Linked DNA regions of Hordeum vulgare: region 2 is linked to region 1. A link is a contact called in public Hi-C data. All regions are on one chromosome and are shown on one strand. Each heading gives the region's core, a stretch centred on a gene start, on an enhancer-like site or on the middle of the called end of the contact. The rest is flanking DNA. Distances are from core to core; before and after follow the strand shown.

Region 1 (5,945 bases), core at 732-3,231:
AAATATTACACAATTTTGGAAAGTCCTTATCATTTTTCGTAGCATCTGAAAAACTGTTGGAATTCTGATGTTTTTTGACAAATATGATTTTTTTTGTATATAACAGATAGTTTTTAAAAAATGCGAATAGAATTTCAAATTCCAAACATATTTTAAAAAACAAAAAATAATTGAATTTGTGCCAAGAATAGAAAAAAGAACATTTTTTAAATTTCTGGATAATTTTAGAAATGCGCAAAAAAAATTCTAAACTTCACGAATTCCTGATGTTGTAAAGTGGATCAATCCAAATTCTCGTACGTGAGAGTAGCAGGTAATTCCGGTCGGTTATAGTATTCCCAGCGTGTCAAACAAGTCTATGGTCTAAAATAGACCGAGATTACAAGTTCAGAGTGTCAATTTCCGGATTCAAAGGTTAGGATTTGATTTAGCTTTTGTCTATAATTGAGTTTGTTTTGGACTTTTTCCTTTGCTTTGCATCAAGATTTGTCCGATATAGTCTTATTATTGTGTAGAAAAGTATTTGGTCCCTCTGACAACGCCTGGGCATATGCCTAGTAATATTAAATATGTATTTAAAAAATGTTAAACGCTTAAAAGATCCTGATGCATGCGAAAAATGTATGATGTGTATGAAAGATGTTGACATGTGTTGAAAGAAAGGAGAAAAAAACCAAGAAGTAAGAGAACAATGAAAGCAGGTGAAATTCGAAGAAAACAAAGAAAAAGAAAAAACAAAACTCAAAGAAAACTTATACACACTTGTAACATAAAGCAGAGAATTTTACGAAATCACTAGTCAACGAGTACACTTTCAACGATTATTCTCTCCTTCACACATTGCGACAAGTGACGCACTGCATAGCGTGCCACTTGTCGCAACCTGAGAGTTTTCCCTTTTTCCGTAGATCTGTATTTTCAAAACGTTTTATCTTCTAATAATCTGTGCGTCCAAATATGGAACCGTTTTCACCGTTGGCTTTCTCGCGTCGAGATCTTCAAAACTAGAATCTCATATTGATAGGTTTTGGCTATCTTTTTTTTTTCATGAAAAAAACCCGGAAAAAAAACGGACGATAAAACCATGCCTTTCGCGATGGATAAAAAAAAGAAATCACGTTTTTTCCCTTTCCGAAAGTCAGGGACGTGCCTCTCGTGAAGGCAAAACCGTGTCTCTCGCGAGAAAAAAAGAGAGCACAAAACACGTTTTTTTCCTTTCGAAAGTGGCACGGGCGTGCTTCTCGCGAAGGCAAAACCGTGCCTTTCACGGAAGCAAAACCATGCCTCTCGCAAAAAGAAAATAAAAATAAAAACATATTTTTTCCCTTTCCGAAAGGCACGGATGTGCCTCTCGCGAAGGCAAGACCGTGCCTTTCGCGAAAGTAAAATCGTGCCTCTTGCCAAAGAAACGCGTTTCCCCCTTTCCGAGAGGCACGGACGTGTCTCTCGCGAAGGCAAAACCATGTCTATCACAAAAAAAAAAGAAAAAACGCGCTTTTTCCTTTTCGAGAGGCCCCCTCGCGAAGGCAAAACCGTGCCTCTCGCAAAAAAAAACAGGAAATATGTTTTTTCACGTAAAAGAAGAAAAACGGTTTTTTCGCGAATGTTCTTCTAGTCCAAAAATTACAAAAGACCGATGAAAAACCGGAACAACAAAAAAAATCAGAAAAAAAAACACTCAAAAGAAGCAAAAAAGCATGCAAAACAATAAAAAAATAAAATCCAAAGAAAACACTCAGAACGTCACACGTGACGGTAACTGGGAACGTGCCAAGTGACGACGCGTGAAAGTGATCGTTGAAATGCTTGTGAGAAAGTGCTCGCTAAGTAGTTGATTCGGAGAGAGAGAGGGAGTTAGATGGACCTATGTCACGCAGCGGCGAGAAATAGGAGCTCTCGGATTATAGGCGGTTATCGGCCCAGTCCAGACGCGCCAGCAGGCCTTCTTAGGTCGAGGCATCCCCTCCTCCGCCTTGCGGAATTCCACCGAACACCTCCCGAGCTTTACTCCCGGCGGTGGCGGCGGCTCCGGCTCCGGCTCCGGCGACTCCCAGTCCCGCGGCTTCCATCCTCCTAGCCACCACGATGAAGTTCGATCTTGAAGGCCTGACGGTGCACTTCCCGTACGCGGCGATCTACCCGGAACAGCACGCGTACATGGGCGAGCTCAAGCGAGCCCTGGACGCGCGCGGCCACGCGCTGCTGGAGATGCCGACGGGCACCGGCAAGACGGCGGCGCTCATCTCCCTCATCACCTCTTACTCCCTCGCCAACCCCTCCCGCCCGCTCCGGCTCATCTACTGCACCCGCACCGTCCACGAGATGGAGAAGACCCTCGCCGAGCTCCGCCTCCTCTTCTCCCACCTCCCGCCCGAGGCCTCGCGCTCCCTCCTCGCGCTCGGACTCTCCTCCCGCAAGAACCTCTGCGTCCACCCCCAGGCCTCCGCCTCCGCCGCCCGCGATTCCGTCGACACAGCCTGCCGCCGCCTGACGGCGTCCTGGGTCCGCGACAAGGCGGCCTCCGACCCGGAGTCGACCCCTCTCTGCGAATTCTTCGAGTCATTCGACCGGGCCGCGGCCGCCGGCGACCTCTCTTCTTTCATGCCCCCTGGGGTCTACACTCTCGCCGACCTCCGTTCGCTCGGCCGTGAGCGTCGGATATGCCCCTACTTCCTCGCCAGGCAGATGGTCAAGTACGCCAATGTGGTGGTCTACAGCTACCAGTACCTGCTCGACCCAAAGGTGGCCAGCATTGTGTCCCGGGAGATGCAGAAGGAGTGCGTGGTCGTGTTTGATGAGGCGCACAACATCGATAACGTCTGCATTGAGGCGCTGAGCGTCAGCGTTCGCAAGCAGACACTGGATGGTGCCGAGCGAAACTTGAGGCGCATCTCGCAAGAGATTGATAGGTACTGAGCATCGAAGAAGTAAATACTTGCTCCTTTCAGGATTGTGGATGTTTCCTTTAGAATCATCAAAAGTTTACATGGATATGTAAAGGTTGCTCACTAACTAATTTATTTGGTAGGAAGGTTCAAGGCCACCGATGCCAATAGGCTTCGTGCTGAATACAATAGACTGGTGGATGGATTGGCACAGAGGGGAAATCTGCCAAGTGAGTATCTTTATTCCTCCTCACTATCTGATTTTTACATTGTTGATTATGTGGTCTTACCGGGGACAGTTTACAATAATGTGTTTCTTGTGATGCAGTATCTGATGCTTGGCTTGCGAATCCATCCTTGCCTGATGACATTCTGAAGGAGGCTGTACCTGGAAATATCAGGAAGGCTGAACATTTTCTTGCTGTCTTGAAGAGACTAGTGAAATTCTTAGATGGGCGGCTTGAAACAGAGAATGTTGAGAATGAAATGCCTGTTTCCTTTGTTGCTTCAATCCATTCCCAGGCTGGAATTGACCAGAGAATGTTGAGGTTTTGTTATGACCGCTTACATTCTCTATTGCTTACATTGGAGATAACCGACACGGATGAATTCATGCACATCCAGACCATTTGTGACTTTGCCACATTGATTGGAACTTATTCACGCGGTTTTTCAATCATAATTGAACCCTATGATGATAGAATGCCGGAAATTCGTGATCCTGTGATTCAGGTATCTAACCCACTCTAAAAGATTGTGGTGCAGTTGTTACAAGCTGCAGTGTCAATGTGCTAATGTGGTTGTGTGTGTTCCAGCTCAGTTGTCATGACGCTTCACTCGCAATACAACCTGTTTTCGAGCGTTTCCAAACTGTTGTCATCACTTCGGGAACTCTGAGCCCAATCACTCTGTACCCTCGTCTTCTGAATTTTCAGCCTGTTATAAGCAGGAGCTTCACAATGTCCCTAACAAGGGATTGTATATGTCCCATGGTGTTGACACGAGGAAGGTATGATCTGTATCCATTTGTGCTTTCATATTTCAAGTTTGTATATTTGGAAACACACTTATGGCATGCTCCTTATGCTAGTAGAATAACATGATGCTAGTGCTAAATTTATGCAACTGGTTTAGTTGTCTCTCAAAATTCTTATTTTACCTTTTTATGTTATGATATGAATTCAGTTGTGTAATGTTAACCATTTGATCATTTTCAGTGATCAGCTACCTGTGAGTACAAAGTTTGATATGCGCAGTGATCCTGGTGTTGTGAGGAATTATGGCCGCCTCTTGCTAGAAATGGCTTCTTCTGTTCCTGACGGCATCGTCTGTTTCTTTGTCAGTTACAGTTATATGGATGGCATTGTCAACAGCTGGAATGAAATGGGTATTTTGCAGGTTATTTCCATCACCAGCACATTATTCTTATGTGGGGATGTCTAGAATTTAGACTTTAGATTGTAATGTGGCTTTGTAAATTGACCATCTCAATTGTTCGTATGTGGAGATGTCTAGAATTCAGACTTTAGATTGTAATGTGGCTTTGTAAATTGACCATCTCAATTGGATAAGTATACTAGATCTTCTGGAACAATATATTAATCTAAATAGTGTTTACTGTTTAAGCATTTTAGTGTCATATATTTTCTTAATGATTGAAAAGTTCTTCACGCACCTGTATATCATTAAGCAGTGAATGATCTGTTGAGCTGGGTTGACATTAAAGAGTATCAACTACTCTGTAGTCTTACTATCAGCAGCATGCATATGAAGTTGGATAGGTAGTAGCCACTACACAGATAATGTGTAATGTCTCAGCCAAGAATAATAATTGTGTCCGTCGTGTACGTGTAGAGATAAAACTTTATTAAAATCTTGCTCCATTAAGTTTCTATACACGCTGTGCATCTTGATGGCATCCATTCCTTTTTCCTCTTGTATGATCCTGGATGTGCCTCATGTTGTGAAGATAAATACAACGGAATTGTTCTCTAAGAATGGCCATCTTATGATGTTATTGTGCAGGATATTATGCAGCACAAGTTGGTATTCATCGAAACACCAGATGTTGTTGAGACAACATTGGCCCTTGATAATTACAGAAAAGCATGTGATTGTGGTAGAGGTGCTGTCTTCTTCTCAGTTGCCAGGTTTGTTCTTTTAACTTTAGTCTGAGACCACCCTTCAAAATTCACCATCAGTCTACAGTTGAACTCATGATAGGATTGCTTGAAAATTTGGCAGCATATAATTTAGTTTTGACTTTTGACACCGATCAAAGTAGTCATTACTATATTATTATGATATTTTGATCAGTAGTGTTTTCTATATCCAACTATATTAAGAAAACTGCCTAGGGAACATTAGAAAGAGAGTAAGATGCATTCACAAAACAATTAGATGGCCTTGTTAGTAGGGGTGGTAACTCATCAAGATGCATGTCAGCACTTCCAGTTTGTTAACAAGTCAACTGCCAGACCCAAATCAAGCAAACTATCACATTCAGCAACTCAAACAGCAACCAACATGTGTGTTTATGTGTTAATATGAAGGACTCTTGTAGCGCTGTAAGATTGCATGCAAAATTGTTTTGATTGGGCCTCATTGCTTCAAAGGGTATTTTGGTGGATTGGAATCCTTGGAAGTTTCTCTATGGTGTTTGTTCATTTCATAGGATTGTTATCTCAATGGGACTTTTCCCAAGGACTCCGCTACATTACATTTCATAGGAATTTTCCTAAAAAAATCATTTATTTTTCCTGCAGTGCAACCAAACAAGTTTTGGTGCAAACCCTTGTAGGATTCAAGAGGGCATGCCATTGTAATCCTACGTTTTTCTTTTACCTTTTTTTGGAATTATGTGAATCAAAGAGGCTTTCTTGAATTGTCATAAAAGAATGATCTCATTATTAGCTCATTTTCTTGTGATTTGGAGGTTATAATAAGCAATTAAGCATTACTCAGTTAGCACTATGAGCTATAATATGTACACACATAATAATAAATTATCATAACAACCAGTCACTCTTGCTAACAGAATGACCTTTCCAGGGGCAAAGT
Region 2 (5,389 bases), core at 1,290-3,789, 650 kb before region 1:
ATGCACCATATTATATAGCAAGACTAGCAAGGTTGACGTCCTTGTTAGTATTGTTGGGGACACAAATGAAGTTTTATTTATGTTGTAGAATATTAAATTGTTGTACAATACCTGTACCACAACAAATTGATACACCATTTCTCATTGAGGAAAAAAATTGTTGTGTACTGCAGACTCCTACACTAAGGAGCCCAACAATGCTATTTGGCATTAGCGCTACTTCTTGTCCTCGCTATTTCCGGGGACAAATTAATTTTATCGTGTACATGCATTGAAGTTGATGTTCCTTCTTCACCATTAGGAATCTCATGTCTAAGTGGAGGTGGTACACAAGTTTTTGCACTTGGAGATGGCAAGATGGGTTCCAAAACTATTCATCGTCTAGTTGTAATTTTTCCACAAAGTAATTTTGAATTTATTTCTACTTGGATGGTAACTTTGCTTCACATCCATTTACCGAATGAGCAACACACATACATTCAACCTTTGATGTGACTTGCTTTGCGTCAATCTTTTACACGTCTCATGTGAACATTCATCTTGTGTAGAAGTTTCATTTGCATTTTCATTATGTTGTCCATAGCTGAAGATGAATTTTGGTTAAGAATTTTGCTGCCTCTATTTGGAAGGTGGTCCTTGGACCCAAATGCAAAAGCGCTCGACGGAGAGGACTACACACTGATCACTTTTATAGGATAAGGATTTCTTTTCTCCACCATGATTGTAGCTTTGTGAAAATGTTTCTGTTCCTTGAGCATAGATCACTCATGATGTCGAGGACTCAACATATGGATTCTCACCACAATTTGCAACTATGTGTCCATTAATTCCACTTATTTGACACATTTGGATAGATTGGACTTAAGACACAGCTAAACTCCTATTGGATTAAATTTGAGCCATTTTGTCAATGGGTGCTCTGAGCTCTTACTCTGGCTTTCTATTTTCCATTATCATAACTAGCTAATTGTTCGTTCATTGCAACACGGACATGCCTATTCTAGTGGTTCAAGATCAATTGTGTCCGAGATATACCTCACACCAATCATATTCTAGTGGATCTTTTTGCGCATCAAGGTGTCGTTAATCTTGCACATTAATGATAGCTGACAATAGTATCAAGATAAAACCAAAGTTGTTTCAATAAATAATTACTCTTTTGCAGCTACTCAGCCTTACCCATGTAAAAAAGCAAATTGAACTTTCTTAGTTGGAACTTAGTAGACACACAATGACGTTCATTGGCAATCTATATCAAAGCATCATTATTTTTTATAAATTGGACATAATATTGACATTTGCCAAGGGTTTGAAATTTTAGAGTTCAAAAATAAGACAATTGACTTCAAATTTACTCAGAGTAGGAGAGAGTGTATGGGCTGGGCAACAACAACAAACACCAGATGATGAGAGGTCTCTGTGCTAAAATGCACTTTAATGTCAAATTATAATCCATGAGGATTCTAGCAAATAAATTTAATAAATACGAGCATGAAAAAGTGTATCTTTACCTTGCCACAAGAAAAAGAATCAAGGGAATTGGAATACTGAGTTGGATTTCCATGCCATCCATCACAAGAGCAGCAAGCAATCAAGGATCAAAGAGGGATAAATGATGGAGTGATGGTCGCCAATGTGCAATGGAGGCAATGCAAGAAGAAAGAAATGATAGGGGCCTCGAAGAGAGGGGATCTTCCACCGTTCAACCCATGCCAGCGCTCGTCTTTCAACCGCCACCATCGCTAGGTGAGAGAAATATAGTGGACCCTCAAGTTAATGCATCGAGGAGAGGGCAACACCTCAATGGGCGTATTCGGCCCTAGTCCACGCCTACGCGCACATATGGCCCTAGTCAATGGTCATTGTTAGACCTTGCTCACGTGCATCGGCGATGGGAGAAAGCGACATATGTGTAGCATTGTGTTGAGTGGATCCCATCGGCGAAGAAGGTTCACATAGGGTATTGCTTAACGATTGTCATTGATGATACATGCCTAGCAGATAGGGAAGCGACAAGGGAGTTGCGTGAAAGATAAGAAAAGTTTTAGGATTTTGATAAATCTTTAAAAAGAATGTGAGATGATAAATCTTAATTTGATTTGTGGACTAATGCAGGACGCGAGGATAGGTGAGGTACCCATATGCGTAACGTAACAAAAGATAAGCAAAGTTAGTTGGAATCCATAGCTTATTAGCATGAAACACAAATTCATGTTTACTGACAAATTTGCTTTTAAATATGATTTTATATTTCATCTATTTTAAATATAAGTTTTTTAAGAGATTTCACGAGGGAACTACATACGAAGCAAAACAAATGAATCTATATTTTAAATTATGTCTGTATATACTCTGTATGTTGTATTTTAATGGAATCTTTAAAAAGACTTATATTTAGTGACGGAGTATTACTTTAAATTCAGCATCATTTACATTCTGATGTTTGATGGTTTTTAAATCAAATATTTTTTTATACTCAAGTCGTAACAGGACAACTCTTTATGAAATTGACGTACCCCATCGTCAAAATATCACGATCGGAATACTTACGCGGTGACCGCTTTACTCTGTCCCCGCCATCTCCTCCTTATTCTCCTCTTCTCCACCCCCAAACCCGCCGAAACCCCAAATCGCGCGACCTCCGCCAGAAATCCATGGGTGGCGGCAGCGGTGACCTCAGCCCCACCAGCATCCCCGCCTCCCCTTCTTCGTCTTCATCGGAGCCCCTCCCACGAGGACGAGGTGATTCTCTCTGCTAGTAATCGATTGGTCCCAATTTCCATCTGGTAGTACGATCGGTTCTGTTCTTGACCGGTTTGCGCATGGACTGGTTAATTATGTGGCGACAGGGTTTGCCGATTATGTGCCGGTCTCTGACGGCGACTCCGAAGGGTGCTGCATCTGCGACGACCCCGAGGTGGCGGCCCTTCTCGATGGCAGCCAGTTTCAGCACCGGTCGCTGCGGGAGGCGAAAGACCTCATCAGGAGGTAGTAATAACCCTTCTAATTTGTTTATCTCTTGTGCTCTGCTCCTGTCTCCTGTGATATTTACATCTACACTCAAGGGTTTGTGGTTATTGAAAATAGGTCCCAGTCTGTGTGTTAAGATGCTACTATTTTGTTTGAAAATACCGAGTGCTACTGCTAGAACATGTAATTTGACGCGCCACACGCATGATTCTCTAAAAGGGATGCTGAAAAAGAGTGTCATGTCTCTGGTTTTGGAATGAGCCAATGTTCATGTGTATTTGCTTTACACATGATCATCACTGAAGTATGCGTTATGGGACAGCAACATTTCAGTCCCACTCCTGAGTTTGTTTAGACTAATTTTTCCTCTTAAAATCAGGGTACCATTTCGATCCTCAATTTATGGAATTACGTTTCACAAGCCCATAAGTTGGAATGGTTCATACCTGTCTTAAAAAACTAGTTTGGTGTTATTTCTGGTGTATTTCCAAATGCAATACAGCTTCGCTATGTATTATGTATCTACTCCAGTGAGTTCTTTGGTTTGAGTGACATGACGCGGTTATGTAGAAAAAAAGGAGAAATAATATATAATATATTTTTCATGACATGACGCGGAAGTAGCAAAGCTAGTCTAAAAATCTCATGGTAAAGAACATAGAGAGGTCAGCATGTCCGTTCAGTAATTTCAACCTATGAGCAGGTATAAGCCTGGATGCTGGATTGAAGGAGTTGGCGACACAAAAGGTGGGGACTATTCGGTGCCTGATACCACCACATTGTTGTTGGTGGGGCCTAGAGGTGCTGGGAAAAGTGCACTTGTGAACCGAATTACACGGGTCTTTGACAAAGATGACGATCCTTTTGCACCAGAGCGCGCACAAGTTTCCTGTAAGTCTTATCAATTTTGGGCGCAGTGTTTCGATATGTGTGATTGCAGTTCATTTTCCTACTGCTGTTTATATTGCTAGATAATTCCAAATCAAATGGTACAAGTTTTGTTCGGGAGTACAAAATCCCAAGAAATTCAAACGGTATATGTATTTGTGATACAAGGAGCTTGTCCAGAAATCCAGAAAAGGATTTCAAAATCCTGCAACGTTGGATGACGAAGGGAATTAGCCATGGGGAGATGGTGACGTGGTAAGAGGTGACCCTTAATCCAATTATATACTGTCTTGTTGGTGTTCTGTGCATTAGGATTTTCATTTAGGAGAAAATATACACTGTCTTGTAACTTTTTCGCAAAAAGAAGTGTAACACTTGTAATTGTGTGGATGAGTAATCTATGGCTTTTAATTCTTCACACCAAAAGATACATGATCAAGTAGATGTTTGTGTAAGTCAACAAATCTGTGTTTGTCAACATTTTTTCATTCGAAATTTCTATAGAATTTGACGTCAAAATATATTGTAGTATGTTAAGGGGAACACATGAAGAAGTGTTCCAAGTGTTCCCTGCATGTACTTGTTAGGAAAGCAACTTATGTTTATTGAAGGCCCAAGGGGCATATATATATTACACAAGACTTGAGGTGCAAGGAAAGTAAACATAGACTAATAAGGACTCCTAGACTAATACTAATAGACTAATGAGGACTCCTAGACTAATATTAATACTTCCTAACCCCCCCCCCCCCCCCCCCCCCCTCAAATGCAAAGCGTATGCAATAGCATTGCATTTGAAGAAGTGTAATACTAAAAAACAATGATAATCCAAATCCACGTCTTGAGAGTGTCGTCGTAGCATGAAGAGTCTTCAAAACTTGTCGAGTCGCCGAAGGAGAGAACGAAGAGATGGCACATCAGAGGTAGACACCGCATCACTTGAAGATACAAGATAAGTATCAAGAGAAGATGGGTTGTCTAAAGAAGATGGCACATCAAGAGAATAAAGCATTACGCAGAAAATCATAGTCCACGACAACCGTCGGTGAAAGAAGCTCGCGGATAAGGCACGATGGACGTAGATCGACAATGCAAAAGAAGTCCAGAAAATCCTATAGAAAACAACAAAGGCAAGTAGGGCACAAAAGTTGTATAGAAAGGATCAGGGCCGGAGAAAAGGCCGACGGACAAAGGTATGGTGGACTCGCATGGCATGATAACACGAAACATCAACGGATTTGGTGGACGCAGCGGAAAGCAAAGAAAACTAGAAAGCGCATAGTAAACTAGATGCAATGGCAGCGGAAGATGACAAAGAGGCCAAAACAACAGAGTAGTAGTAGCAGGAAGCAGCTAGCAACAGGTAGCGTACACCATGTTGTAGCAACTAGCAAGTAGTAGCTAGTACCAGCAGGCAGCATGGCGTGCATCTGAGCACGTATGAGGAGCAGGCAAGTGAGCAGGCAGGGAGCAGCCATCCACTTCGATCGGACCAGGAGAGGCGTCCTCCAGATTTGGGAGCAGCAACCTG

What was found. Hi-C and Micro-C count contacts between places; a contact is called where the count stands out from the background.
Region 2: a contact with region 1 is called in a Hi-C map of seedling, with 5 times the contacts expected there. The contact joins the promoter of LOC123424661 here to the promoter of LOC123424653 in region 1. A contact is called at or near these places in 1 of 6 Hi-C or Micro-C datasets (seedling) and 1 of 1 datasets of contacts at active chromatin or transcription factors (embryo).

Annotation. Positions count from the first base shown.
Region 1 is chr1H:70,889,391-70,895,335 of MorexV3_pseudomolecules_assembly, reverse strand. LOC123424653 (general transcription and DNA repair factor IIH helicase subunit XPD) reads left to right here and starts at 1,981. Exons shown (of 11, transcript XM_045108305.1): 1 at 1,981-2,909; 2 at 3,033-3,115; 3 at 3,214-3,617; 4 at 3,701-3,894; 5 at 4,103-4,283; 6 at 4,911-5,035; 7 at 5,937-5,945. The coding sequence starts at 2,086.
Region 2 is chr1H:71,540,388-71,545,776 of MorexV3_pseudomolecules_assembly, reverse strand. LOC123424661 reads left to right here and starts at 2,539. Exons shown (of 8, transcript XM_045108318.1): 1 at 2,539-2,742; 2 at 2,850-2,988; 3 at 3,674-3,861; 4 at 3,942-4,113. The coding sequence starts at 2,655.